Linked DNA regions of Gossypium arboreum: region 2 is linked to region 1. A link is a contact called in public Hi-C data. All regions are on one chromosome and are shown on one strand. The core of a region is the stretch at or near the end of the contact, and the rest is flanking DNA. Distances in the headings are between cores, read along the strand shown. Region 1 holds the start of LOC108467243 (a long non-coding RNA gene). Region 2 holds the start of LOC108482249.

What was found. Hi-C and Micro-C count contacts between places; a contact is called where the count stands out from the background.
Region 2: a Hi-C map of leaf shows a contact between it and region 1, with 5 times the contacts expected there. The contact joins the promoter of LOC108482249 here to the enhancer-like site in region 1. A contact is called at or near these places in 2 of 5 Hi-C or Micro-C datasets (both in leaf).

Annotation. Positions count from the first base shown.
Region 1 is chr2:26,756,412-26,762,875 of ASM2569848v2, reverse strand. LOC108467243 (a long non-coding RNA gene) reads right to left here and starts at 6,433. Exons shown (of 4, transcript XR_008277510.1): 1 at 6,177-6,433; 2 at 5,764-5,926; 3 at 5,111-5,628. Within about 2 kb of position 3,570, at least 1 of the 2 cell types and tissues checked has an H3K27ac peak or open chromatin away from gene starts, as enhancers often do. A contact at or near this core is called in leaf, where this site is marked.
Region 2 is chr2:27,307,308-27,313,771 of ASM2569848v2, reverse strand. It overlaps LOC108482249, which reads right to left and starts at 2,520. Exons shown (of 1, transcript XM_017785367.2): 1 at 1,467-2,520. The coding sequence starts at 2,392. The coding sequence ends at 1,772. It overlaps LOC108481004 (cell division cycle protein 27 homolog B-like), which reads right to left. Exons shown (of 16, transcript XM_017784162.2): 16 at 5,989-6,418. The coding sequence ends at 6,368.

The DNA.
Region 1 (6,464 bases), core at 2,321-4,820:
CAATACATAAGATGTAATGACCGAAAATTTCAATATCAAATTTCGTGTCAAATTGAAATAAGTTCAGCAATTTTTTTTATAACAAATTATTTCAAATTTTTTAGATTAAACTATATAGTTTAGATTTTTATGGATTATGAACTTATTTGAATTTTTTGTGCTGATATGTAAAAAAAAAAGCCCCTAAGAAAATATTTTAAAAAAAATCTACTAAGCCCCAATATTAAATTCGCATCTAAATAGCATTTATTATTAATTTAAATAATCATTAAGTCCCTTAATAGTTTCTGTCATCAACCACATTTACTGTTAAAATAAATTGACGAATAATCAGATGACAACATGATAGCCTCTAATTTAATGTGAGTTTATCTTATTTTATAGAAAGCCATTGAATTGATTTGCATATGGGATATTCTGAAGTGGTAATCATGATTTTCTTTAAGCAAAAAGATGAGGAATCCTAGTTGAAATTGAATTTAATTGAGAAATGTGGTATAATAAATATATGAGTAAGGTAATGGTTATTGTTTCTTTTGTTTCGAGCCAAGGTCTTATTATAAACATGAAGTTGTTTCTAAATAAAATAGCTTCGTATATGGTCAAATCATATTTAGCATGATCTATAACAATATATTGGCAATTTATTTCCTCTTTTAATTAGTAGATTTTATTTTAAAATTTTGTGGGGAGCAATTTGTTTTGGGTGAGGCAACAAGTAATAAGAATAATTATAATTGAATTATGAACTCTCTCTGAAAACCAAGAGTGATTTCCAAAGAGTCCTTGAGAAAGCAGTAACTACTACAGCTTGGGATAGAGGAGAGCGGTGGCGACAACAGGGAGGGTAGAGATGAGATATCTCTACTGGCGGAAAAACTAATCCAATTATCAGTTCAGTGCTCGATAGTGGTACAAAATGCAAAACCTACCCTTATATGTTCAATTTGGACAAAAAAGCCCTACAATCTAGAAAGTTTTAGGGCGCAGATGAAGAGCACATGGAAGACTAAAAAAAATTTGAGATCCGATTGGTAGGTCAGAATCTCTTTTCAATTGTGTTTGATCTAGAAGAAGATTTGGAGACAATTATGGAGGGACGCCCATGGTTGTTTCAAAAATACCCAGTTTTATTTGATCGGCTTAAATTAGATTCTGCTCTTCTCTTCTCCATTCTAGATCAGAATGGGCTTGTGTCTGCCAATAAACCGATAGAGAGAAATCAGATTCGGCTCTTCTCTTCTTCGTTCTAGATCAGAACGGGCTCATGTTTGCCAAAATTCGACAAAAAAGATCTTTTACATGCCATTGGTGTTACTTTTGGAGGAGTAATTAGATCTAAAATTATTGGTGATTTATGCAGGTTAAGAAAAAACCTGGAGGTGTAGAAACCCTTTCGAAGAGATATTTTTGTTTCAAGTGACAATAATTTTAAATCGTGGATTTCTTTTTAATAGGATAAGTTACAGATTTTTTGTTTTGGATGTAGAAGAATGGGGCATAGTATTAACAATTGTCTTGTGCTAGATCTTGTAGAAATCAATAAAATTAGAGACGATCCACCATACACTTTAGCACTAAAAGCTGAATCAAATTTAATTAGAAAGGAGAGTATAAAATTAAATACTTTCTCAAAGAAGATGGTGTTTCAATGCTCTTTCACAGGAAACACGAAAACAAAGCACAACAAAATTAATAAATCCGTTGAAGGTAATACGCATGGGAGACCCAAAGAATCAGGCAAAATTCATCTTTACTGACAAATCAAGCTGGATCAGAATGGACTTCAAGTGATGGGTTTGGAGGTAGTGTTAAAGAATCAGGAGGAAGGCTCTACTATGATGCAAACTAGTGAGAAGATTGAAAGATCCAGTGAACTGGGGCAAAATTCAACTTTAATGAAAAATCAAGCTGGAAGAGAATTGCTCCAAGGATTTTGATAGATAAAAGAAGGGATGAAAGCACTATGGGGAAGCGAAAATTTCCAAAATTTGATAAAGGAGATAACAACACAGAATTTTCATATGAAGATGGAGTAAAAAGATTAGAATAAAAAGGAATAATTGACCGAGCAAAAGTTCCCATGGGTATGATGAATGAAAATTTGAAACAAAATGATGTTCCCAACAGTTTAGGATCGTCAGCTGCCAAATGGCAAGCCGACCGGGCGCAATGAAAAACATATATTGGACTGTCCGTGGGTTGGGGAGTCCAGGGTCGGTACGGAGGCTGCGGCATTTGTTAAAGCAACATAATCCCCATATGGTCTTCTTAATGGAGACTAAAATTGTTTAAAAAAAAAAACTTATGGAACAAGTTAGAAGGAGCTGTGGATTTATGAATGGGATTGACATTGAAACTGAAGGTTCTCGTGGTGGACAGTGTTTAGCTTGGAAAGGAGATATCACGGTTAATTTGAGAAGTTTTTCTAAGAACCACATTGATGTAATCATAAAAGAGGATTCTACTAAAGAAGATTGGCAGTTTACGGGGTTTTATGGTTCACCTTATTCGAACCATAAGAATTTTTTGTGGAATCTACTAAGAAAATTGGGCCAAGAAAACAACCATCCTTGGTTAGTAAGTGGTGATTTTAACGAGATTATGTACTCCTTTGAAAAAATTGGAGTAATTCATATAGAGCAGAGGAGAATGAAAGCCTTTCAAGAGGTTTTAGAGGAATGCTAGCTTATGGATATAGGTTACTCGAGGGTTTGGTTCACATGGGAAAAGGGGAACTTGCCAAAAATAAAAATAAAAGAGAGACTTGATAGGGTAGTTACAAATGAAAAAATGGATGAATCTGTTTCAAATGGTAAGTCTTCAACATCTACCCTATTCAATGTCGGGTCAGTGCCCTCTCGTTTTAAATACAAACAATGGAATCATGTTTACAGGGAGTCTAAAATTTAAATTTGAGAAGTGGTGGACCATGGAAGAGTCTTTCGAACAAGAGGTAAAGTTATCATGGGAATCCTCAACACGGACGTTAATAGAGAAACTTCAAAAATTATTGTTTTGTTTGAAGAGATGGGCAAGCACAATTAAAAGAGGTAGAGAGGGACTAAAAAGAAAGTTAAAAAAGGAACTCTCAGTTTTGTTAGAGAAAGAAAGGTATGATGAAACAATGGCTAAAATTATTGATACTACAATTCATCTTAATATGGAGATTAATAAAGATGAAATATACTGGGAACAAAGGGCAAGAGCAAATTAGATTCTGCTTGGGGATAAAAATTCAGCCTTTTTTCACTAATGCGCCTAAATTTGTAGACTATCTACCACAATTTATAGGCTGTAATTGTATGAAGGGAAATTACTAATGATTCAGAGATTAAAGAGGTTATTACTTCATTCTTTCAGGAGCTTCTTATGAAAAATGGAGTTGAAGACCCATCAAATCTTCTTATGGGCATTGAAGGAAATTTTTTTATTGAGTTAAATTCAGCTTTATTATCTCCTTTTACGGCAGAAAAAGTGCAAACAACTTTAAGAGGAATGGGGCCTACAAAAGTACCAAGACCTTTTTACTTTCCAGTATTATTCTTTCAAGGGTGTTGCCGCATAATAGGTAAAGATGTTTAGAACTTCTGCTTAGGTATCCTGAATAGGGACCAAAATTTCAACTCTCTTAATATGACTGATAAAATTCTTATTCCAAAAGTCCAAAATCCTACAAAATTAGTTAGCTTTAGACATATTTGTTTTTGTACTGTCATATATAAAATTGTGGCAAAAATATTAGCAAATTGTTTACTAGAAGTTATTGGTAGCTACATTGGTAAAGCATAAAGCGCTTTTGTACAGGGAGACTTATATATGATAATGTGCTTTTAGCATAAGAAATTCTACACAGATTTCGACAAAAGGGAACAGGAGAAAAGAATATATGGCAGTGAAACTAGATATGAGTAAAGCTTATGATAGAGTTGAATAGGACTTTATAAAGATAGTACTGTTACAAATAGGCTTCTCAAGGGAGTGGGTGGTATTAATTATGAAATACATTACCACAATCTCTTATGTAGTAAATATCAATGGAAAGAAGGGAGGAACTTTTCAACCTATAAAGGGGCTTAGCCGAGGTAATCCCCTTAGTCCATTTCTTTTTCTAATACGTAGTGCAGAACTTTCATCATTGATGAGATAAAAAATGGTAGAGGGTTTGCTAAAAGGTGAAAAAGCAAGCAAAAGAGGGCCGGAGTTATCTCACCTACTTTTTGCGGATGATTGTATTTTGTTTGGTGAAGTAACAATTAGGGGTGCGACAATTTTGAAAGGGATACTAAAGGAATATGAAAGCTGCTCAGGGCAATGTGTAAACTTTAATAAATCAACGATCTTCTACAACTCAAATACAAAAGAAGAAAAAAAAAGAAGTCTCAACAATGCTAGGAATAAGAAGCTTAACAAATCTTGAAAAATATTTGGCTCTCCCTAATGTTCTAGGCAGACGGTAAATCGAATCTTTTCAAAATTTAAAAAAAAAAAGGTCTCTGGGAATTAAATGCTGCGTCACTAAGTTTCTATCGTAAGGGAGAAAGGAGATCTTCTTTAAATCAGTACTACAGGCAATACCTACGTATGCTATGTCTTGCTTTCTTCTACCAAATTTATTATATGGAGAGATCGAAAATATTTGTGCTAGATTTTCGTGGCAAAAGGGCCACGGGAAAAGAGGAATACAATGGTGCTAGTGGAAACATTTGTGTCGTCCTAAAGAGGAAGGCAAAATGGGGTTCGAGAGTATGACTATTTAATATCGCATTACTAAGAAAACAAGGATAGAGGTTCTTAAATTACCCAAATTCTTTAGTTGCGCAAGTATTTAAAGCAAAATATTTTCCAGAAGATTTTTTTTAAACTCGTGATTGGGAAATAATAGCACTTTTGTATGGAGGAGTATATGGGCGAGTAAGGGTATTTTGGAAGGAGGATTTTGCTGGAAGGTAGGTTTGGGTACGATCATTTCCGTTATTAATGACAATTGGATTCCAGATTCAAGAAACTTTAGACTATCGTCAAGTAATTTTAATTTGTCAGATTTTAAAGTTGCTGAGTTAATTGATTCTAATGAAAGGAAATGGAAGAGAAAGCTGATTGTCAATACCTTCCCAGAAGTAGAAGTAGAAAAGATCCTTAGCATCCCGTTGGTGAAAGAACCTCATGTTGATATCCTGACGTGGAGCGGGGAACCTTCGGGAGAATACTCTGTTCGAAGTGCCTACAAACTATTACAAATTTTTTATCCTAGAGCTTATGCTTTACAAACCGACTACAGGGATTTTTACAAAAAAACTTTGGCTCTTAGATCTACCTACCAAAATTAAAGTTACAATTTGGAAAATCTCATGGAACTATCTGCCTACAAGGGCTAACATGGTATACAGAAAACTAGTAAACAATTTTGCATGCCCCCGTTGTAGTGAAGGAGCAGAATCAATAGACCACCTCTTCCGCAAATGTCTTATTTCAGTGTCATTTTGGAGAGCATTATCGACCTCAAACTTTAAACAGGAATCTAATATAACATTTGAACAGTGGCTTACTAGGGTTTTCGTTCAACATCCTTTCAGTCATTGCAAAAATTTTGCTGTGCGCTATGGGCCATCTAGGGAGACAGAAATGCTTGTATTCATAAAAAGACAAACAGATTTGGTCAGGAGATAGCAAAATTTGTCCACAACTATATAACAAAGCTACACGGTGTTGGAAAAATAACATCCAAAGGTTTAAAGGAGGAAATAAAATGGAAACACCCACCTGGCCAAACAATAAAAATTAAATTTGATGGAGCCTATGATGAGCGGAATCATCAGTCGGCATCCAAAATAGTCGTCAAAAACAGTGAAGGGCTCGTCCTCCTATCATGCTCAAAGATTCTTCAAAGAGTGTCATCCGCCTTTGCTGTTGAAGCCTTTGCTTGCTGTAAAGCAACCCAGTTAGGAATTGACATGCAATGGCCATAAATCATCATTGAGGGCGATTCTTTATCGATAATAAAGAAATGCAAGGCTAAAGGGTATGATAAATCATAGATAGGGGCTTATATACATGATATTCATCAGTTAAAGATCAGATCCAGAAGTCTATGGTTCGAATATACCCCAAGAACAACAAATGTTTTAGCCCATATTTTTGCAACAGAAACTTTGAAGAAGAAGGAAGAGATGTACCTAGTTGAGAGTGTCCCCAAATATGTTGAAAACCAAATGGAAAATGATAGCATGAGAGAACCGGATTGAAGAAGAAAGGAGATGGAGAGAAAGTGAGGAAGTTTCAAAATGAACAGATCAAAAGTCACGGGGATTAAAGCTTCCTTTGAAAACAGTAGCGCCATTAAAACTGAAATGACAGAATGATGGAAAGACAGAAGTCAGAATTTTTCTGATTGGGTATTAGGACGATAGTAATAATTACACTCTAGAATTTTCTGTTTATTTTTCTTAGTTTCTAAGATATTT
Region 2 (6,464 bases), core at 1,271-3,770, 550 kb before region 1:
TTTGTTCATGAGTTACAAGTCAAAGAGTTACACGGGGTCGGGATACAAGCGTGTGTGACCATACGGCCTAATCACACGGGCGTGTCCTATATCTACACGGGCACGTGACCCTGTTTAGTGCAAAAATTTTCTAAGTTTTGTAAAAATTTCTAAAGTTCTCGGTTTATTCCCGGACCACTCCCAAAGCATATTTCGGGCCTCGTAGGCTCGTATTACGGACTTTATGATTAATTGTAAATGGTTTTAATTTGGACGGAAATTTATGGCTCGGAATTGTATGATTGTTTGTGTGGTAAGTCCAGTAATGCCTCAAACCCTGTTTCAACATTGAATACGGATATGGGGTGTTACAGGATTAATGTAATAAAAATGATAAATATTAAAATTAAAATTTATTATTATATTAAAAAAAAAACAAAGAATTTAAAAATGTATAAATTCTAATGCATTGATATTAGCCTATTGGTGGAATGTCCATCTTCTTTAAAATTAATGTGTTCAAATCATCCTTATAAAAAAAATATAGATATGTATAATAAAACACATATACTATAGTATGTATAATATATAGAGTAGATATGGCACGCATGCTTCACATTTATTATTAAATTGATGAAAATTAGTATACTACTAGCTTCCATATATTTTACTTTTGAATTAATTTAAGGAATATGTGATTTTCGCATCTCCTTATCCAATAAACTGTAACCAAAATTAATCTGATCTGATGCACCACACTTGGCTGGATTCTACTTTCCTCAATCAACATCTTTCCAACTTTCATCCCATATATATAATTGGATGGGGAAATACAACTGTCTGGGATAGAATTTAAATTTTTATACCTACATTTATTATTAAGGCAAGAGATTCTGTACATTCTTTTCATTATTATTTCTCCATAATAATTTGAATATATATTAACTATTTAAATTTTATATAATCTGAATTATAAAATTTTATATAAATATAATCTTTTAAATTAAAATAAATATATAAACCTCATATGATAGCTTGATTGTTAAAAGTATTTACTGTCTTAAATGTGACCTGTATTTAAATTGCACTAATCATATTTATTGTTCTAACTTTTCTATATTACTATAAATCCAAATTTCAAAATAAACAAGAGCAGAACTCAATTATAGTTTGTTTTTTCTGGCTAAACTTTGGAACAAAAAAAAAAAAAAAGAAAGAAAAAGAAAAAGCAAAAGTGAGAGGGAGAGGGATAGGAATAGGGGTTTTTATTTTGTTTGTCTTTTAGGGAGAGGGTCCATATAAGTGCACTTTTAAGTTAGTGGAATGGTATCAATTTGTAAAGACATAAAAATGAAGTTCCATTGGAAGTGAGGGATTCAGGGTTTAAAAGCTATGCTATTTTTCATATTGATGAATCAAGGTTTCCATTCGGCCATTGTAATTTAGATCTGCCTCAAACCCTAAGGATTGATATTGATATTCATATATTGCAAAAGGAAAACTTTTTATTTGCCACCGACAAACCAAATATACATGAATTATTTCCAATACTCCAAAATAATCCACTAAAGATATCAGGAGCTGCTTAAATGCTTTCAACTCCAAAACCATATTTGATCGCATGATTAACATAGAAAAGTTTATAACGAAAGAATAAGTGAAAAATCCAGGGCTTTTCTTATTTGTTTTATCAACAACAAAATTAGAACCCCCCAAAAAGAAATTAAGCATGAACAACTCCCTCCAAACATGGAAATTATTAACAGAGGCAAAGATATGGTTCTGTCATAACTCAGGCAGTAGTGTTGTTATTTTGGAGCTTCAAATCCTTGTAAAACCTGTTAATGAAGTCCTCGGCAGCCTTATCTACGTTGCCATTACCTTCATCAACATCTCTTAAAGGGAAAGGAGAGTCGGTTATTCTAAGTTGTCTCACCACTGGAGTTTGTCCGAACCCTGGTAACATAGGGGAAGCCGCAATAACAGCAGCATCGCTTTCCACTCCCATGTTGTTGTTGAGCATCTCCAAGACAACCTTGAAGGCGTTCATGGCGGCGGTGTCGTCGTCGTGAGTAGGAGGCGCGTGGGTACAAGCGAACAAGTGGTGGTAGTAGTTGTTAATGCTGTTCTTCTTCTTGGTGGGGATGTTGAAAGGGAAGATGTAGTTAGGGGTGTTGCTGCAGCTGAACTCGTACTCCTGGGCCGGCGCCGCCGCCGATGAAGAGACCTGGTGGCGGTGGAACATGGGGAGGTTGGCAATGGCTTTGGTGCTGGCTATTTTGCCGCGTTTGAGCAACATGTTGAGATCAACCATGAGCTTTCTTTTGGATAATATGCCCTTTTTCATCATGAAGAGAACAGCTCTTACTATGCTCCATACTCTTTTGGCTATCACTGGTGGATTTTGTTCCATTGCTTTTGACTAGATTTGATTTATTGCTGACTTTTGAGGGAGAGAGAAGCAATTATTTGTTCGAGTTTGAGGGAGAGGAGGGGAGGGGAGGGCTCTATATAAAGGGAAAGAATAGCAAGGGGAGAACACAAATGTTTTTTAATTTAACAAGTAAATTAATTATATATTAGAATTTCTTTATTTCTTTATCAATTTTGAAATCTTTTTCTTCTACTTTAATCTATCAAACTTTTCAACTTAGTCCATTTCAATAAAATTATTAAACTTTGCAGTTAAATCGTTCATCTATATAATTAATAGCTCAACAATTTGTATGTAACAAATAACAAAACTCAGCATGCCCTTAAATGAAATTTTTTATTTAAGTTTTTAAAAATTTTAAATTTTAAATTAGAAAGGCTCTCCTACAATATAATAATTTGATTTAATTATTTAAAAATTATAAAGATGTAGACTATTAAATTGGTGAAATTATATTTTGCTATAATAAAATTACAATTTAATTTCGCCCCTAAAAAGTTTAAAATAAAAATTTAACTTGCTATTATTTATAAGTAAAGAAAAGAAATTAATAATTAAACTTATATTTTTTTATTTTTATTCTTTATTTTCATTTCATAGTTCATATTCGAGATTCGTAATTATCCCTTCCAACATTTAATTAAATTTAATTCGTTTTAAAATCAATTTAATTTGATTTTAATTTAAATAATAATTAACAATATTTATTCAGATTTATTTAAAACACTATATAATATTAGTAATATATATTTAAAAACATTAAGAAAAATCCAACCATTATCCCTCTTCTCTACCGGTTGCTTGCTCCAATCATTTTTGGTAGGTGGTGATTAGGTTGGCTAAAGCCCATGAGAGCTTTGGATGAAGAAAGTGACAGCTAACTTTAGACCACTGTTTTGGAGGCTAAATAGCGAAATTTATATGTTTGTGTAGAAAAAATTGATTTGTCTTAACTGAGCATATAACATATGAATTACAGTAATATTTGGTTCACTTACGTTGATTAGATGTTATTTAAAGAGTAAATTTACTATCTTCCAACTATGATTTAAATTTTAACACTTATCAGTGTAGCAATTTCATACTTACATTATACATTTAAATTATTTTCCGTTAAATTTCTCTATGAAAAACTTTATTTGTACTTGTTTTACTTGCAAACACATTTACTAAAATAGGTTCCAATAAAGAATAAGTGCTAAAACTCTTGGTACTTTTAACCTATACAAGTCTCAAATATATAAGCATTTTTGGACTTGTTAAAATACATATCAATTACAATATTAATCTACCACCAAGGTATTGATATCCTAATAAATTCTAGGATAATTCAGAAATGAGATAAATCTCAAAATTATACATGAATTTTGGTATAATGTACAATCGTATACATAAAACTCTAATTGTAATTGAAATGTATACTTGAAATTTTAATTGTGATTTAATCATACACATTTAAATAAAAAAACAAATTATTTTTATTTTGAATAAATAAAATTATTTATGTATGCAATATATAAACATAAAATGATATTATATCAATAATTGTGTTAATGATTCACAAGAATTTCATCAAATTAAAATTTCATTTATAAAATTGCATAAAATCAACGTTTATGTATACAATTGCACATTAAACAATAGTTCATATATAATTTTAGGATTTATTCCTTCAAAAATCTTCAAAATTTTTCTTATGTCAGTCGTGTCAATCTCAATGAAATAGGGGATTTGGATGGACCCAATCTTCAATGTTTTGTTTCTCCTATAGAATGGCTTCATAATTGAACTATTGTGCTTTCACTAAATCAACTTAAATCATAACTCAACTATTTTAGTTCAAAAGATTACAAACTTCAAATAAAATAAGTTATAAATCATGAATTATTATAGGAATAGTTGTAACTACAGTTGTAACTACTTCTATAACAGCTCCAACAATTTATTTGTTATCATTTTATGCATGAATATTCGTTTTTTTATTAAGAAACCATAATCAAATAAAAATACATTAATTTTGTTCTATAAAAGCTTACATTTTGTTCATACTTTGTTAAGCTGTATAAGTTTTACCGATCAAAATGTAAAATGTAGTTGTCCACTAAATCTTAGCTCAATTGATATAATTATTGTCACAACAATATAAAAGACATTAGTTTAAACATGTTCAATTGCGTAATATATTTCACTTTAGAAATTGAAGGGTTGTACTTAGTTTAAGTAGAGTATAAAAAAAATGTAAAATGTAGTCTAACCGATTCATACATTTTCTTGTTTGAGGTTCTCTGTCTTTGGGTAATTATATTGAGTTTCAACTAAATTTAAAGTCGAATTGAATTATGCCCTTAAATGAAGGACAAATTTTACTAACGTTATTTTCTGTATCTAAAAAGGTAGAACTCAATATCTTCTTTATTAATATTGAATTCCTTACCACTCAATCCAATAAATATAAGAAATTGATTTATAAGAAAACTTCCACAATAAACTCTTAATATAAATTAGTCTACTTTTATTTACAAAGTTAAATTAGTCCAATTAATTTATACATTTACATTTTAAAAATACGGTTAATAATTTAAATTCAAATTTTAATATAACTTGCTATTTTATTTGTATAAAGAAGAAAAATGAGTTTGAATTAAATAATTATAATCAGAATTAAATATTAGAAGGTATAATCGAAATATAATGTAACATTAAATTAAAATAATTTCGAAGAATAAAATTTAAATTAAAATAAATTTAGAAATAAGTAACGTAAATAAAATGAGAAGCATAAGAAAGGTGTTTGAAAAAGACGAAAGGGTGAAAGTAAGCAGCAAAAGTAAGTTGAATGGGCGGCGCCAATTTTGAAGCATGCAAGATATTTTTTGGTTGCATTAAATATCCCCCAACTTTGACCTTTATTTAAGGGTAAATTTAGATTCAATGATTATAAAAATTCAAGCAATGCATGACTTTCCTTAGCCTATAAACAATAGCTGAAGAATTCCATTTTAATCGCTTGCTTCATTCCATCAGATTGCAATGTATAAAAAACGTGGCCAATATTTGTTTCAAGAAGATAACAACATCGTACAGCTTCTTCTTGAATTATTTCCTTACCATGTTGAAATTATTTTATCAAATTCAATATGACTACATAATGAATAATTTTTTTTCCGAAAATGTCATATTAATAAATTTAAAAAAAAAAAAAACTTTTTACAACTATTCTTTTTTATTATTTGTTTCATTTCGCATCCCAAATTGCTTTATTTAGCAGCATACTGTTACATTTTAGTTATATTTTATAGTGCGGAAAGTTACATTTCTAGCAATATATTATTAGAATATCTAAATCCACTGACTATCCGAATTTGATGTCAATTTTTATTTATTTATTTCACAAGCATTTATATTTCGATACCTAAATCCAATTCATGTAAAAGTTAAGCAAATTTAAATGTCTAAATCTATTATCACAATGGATACGGATGATAAATATTCAATAATTAATATCTAGGTAAAAGTCAAGCATGTATTTCATGATGAGAAGCATCATGCTCAAGAAAACTTTATCTGAGACAAGGTTTATCCCAAGCTATTGATTACTATTGAAAAGGCAAAAAACCACATTTGGGATTAAAGGCTATTGAACAACTCATTGTTGATCAAAACAATATGTGCATTGCAGGCATGAAATATAAATGGAAGTTAAGCTAGTCCCAGGTTTACTCATAACCAAGCTTGGAGCATAAATTAAACTCTGTATTGTTCTAATTTTATCAGATATCCCCGAAGCGACGGAGCATAAATTAAACTGCTACTCACTTCCTGATCAATTTGGGATGAAGCTCGTCTGTAGATGTCTTCCGGACATCTACAACCACATCGCGTAGCATGTCAAGTACCTCAGACAACAGGGACTCTGCATTCAAACAAGTTCACTCCGAGACTATGGACAAATTGCTACAGGCTCTCCTCCATTTCGTCTGGTATAATTAACTTTTCGATGGCAGCCTGCCCCATAAATAACAATTTACACAGAATGGTCAGAAACAGAATA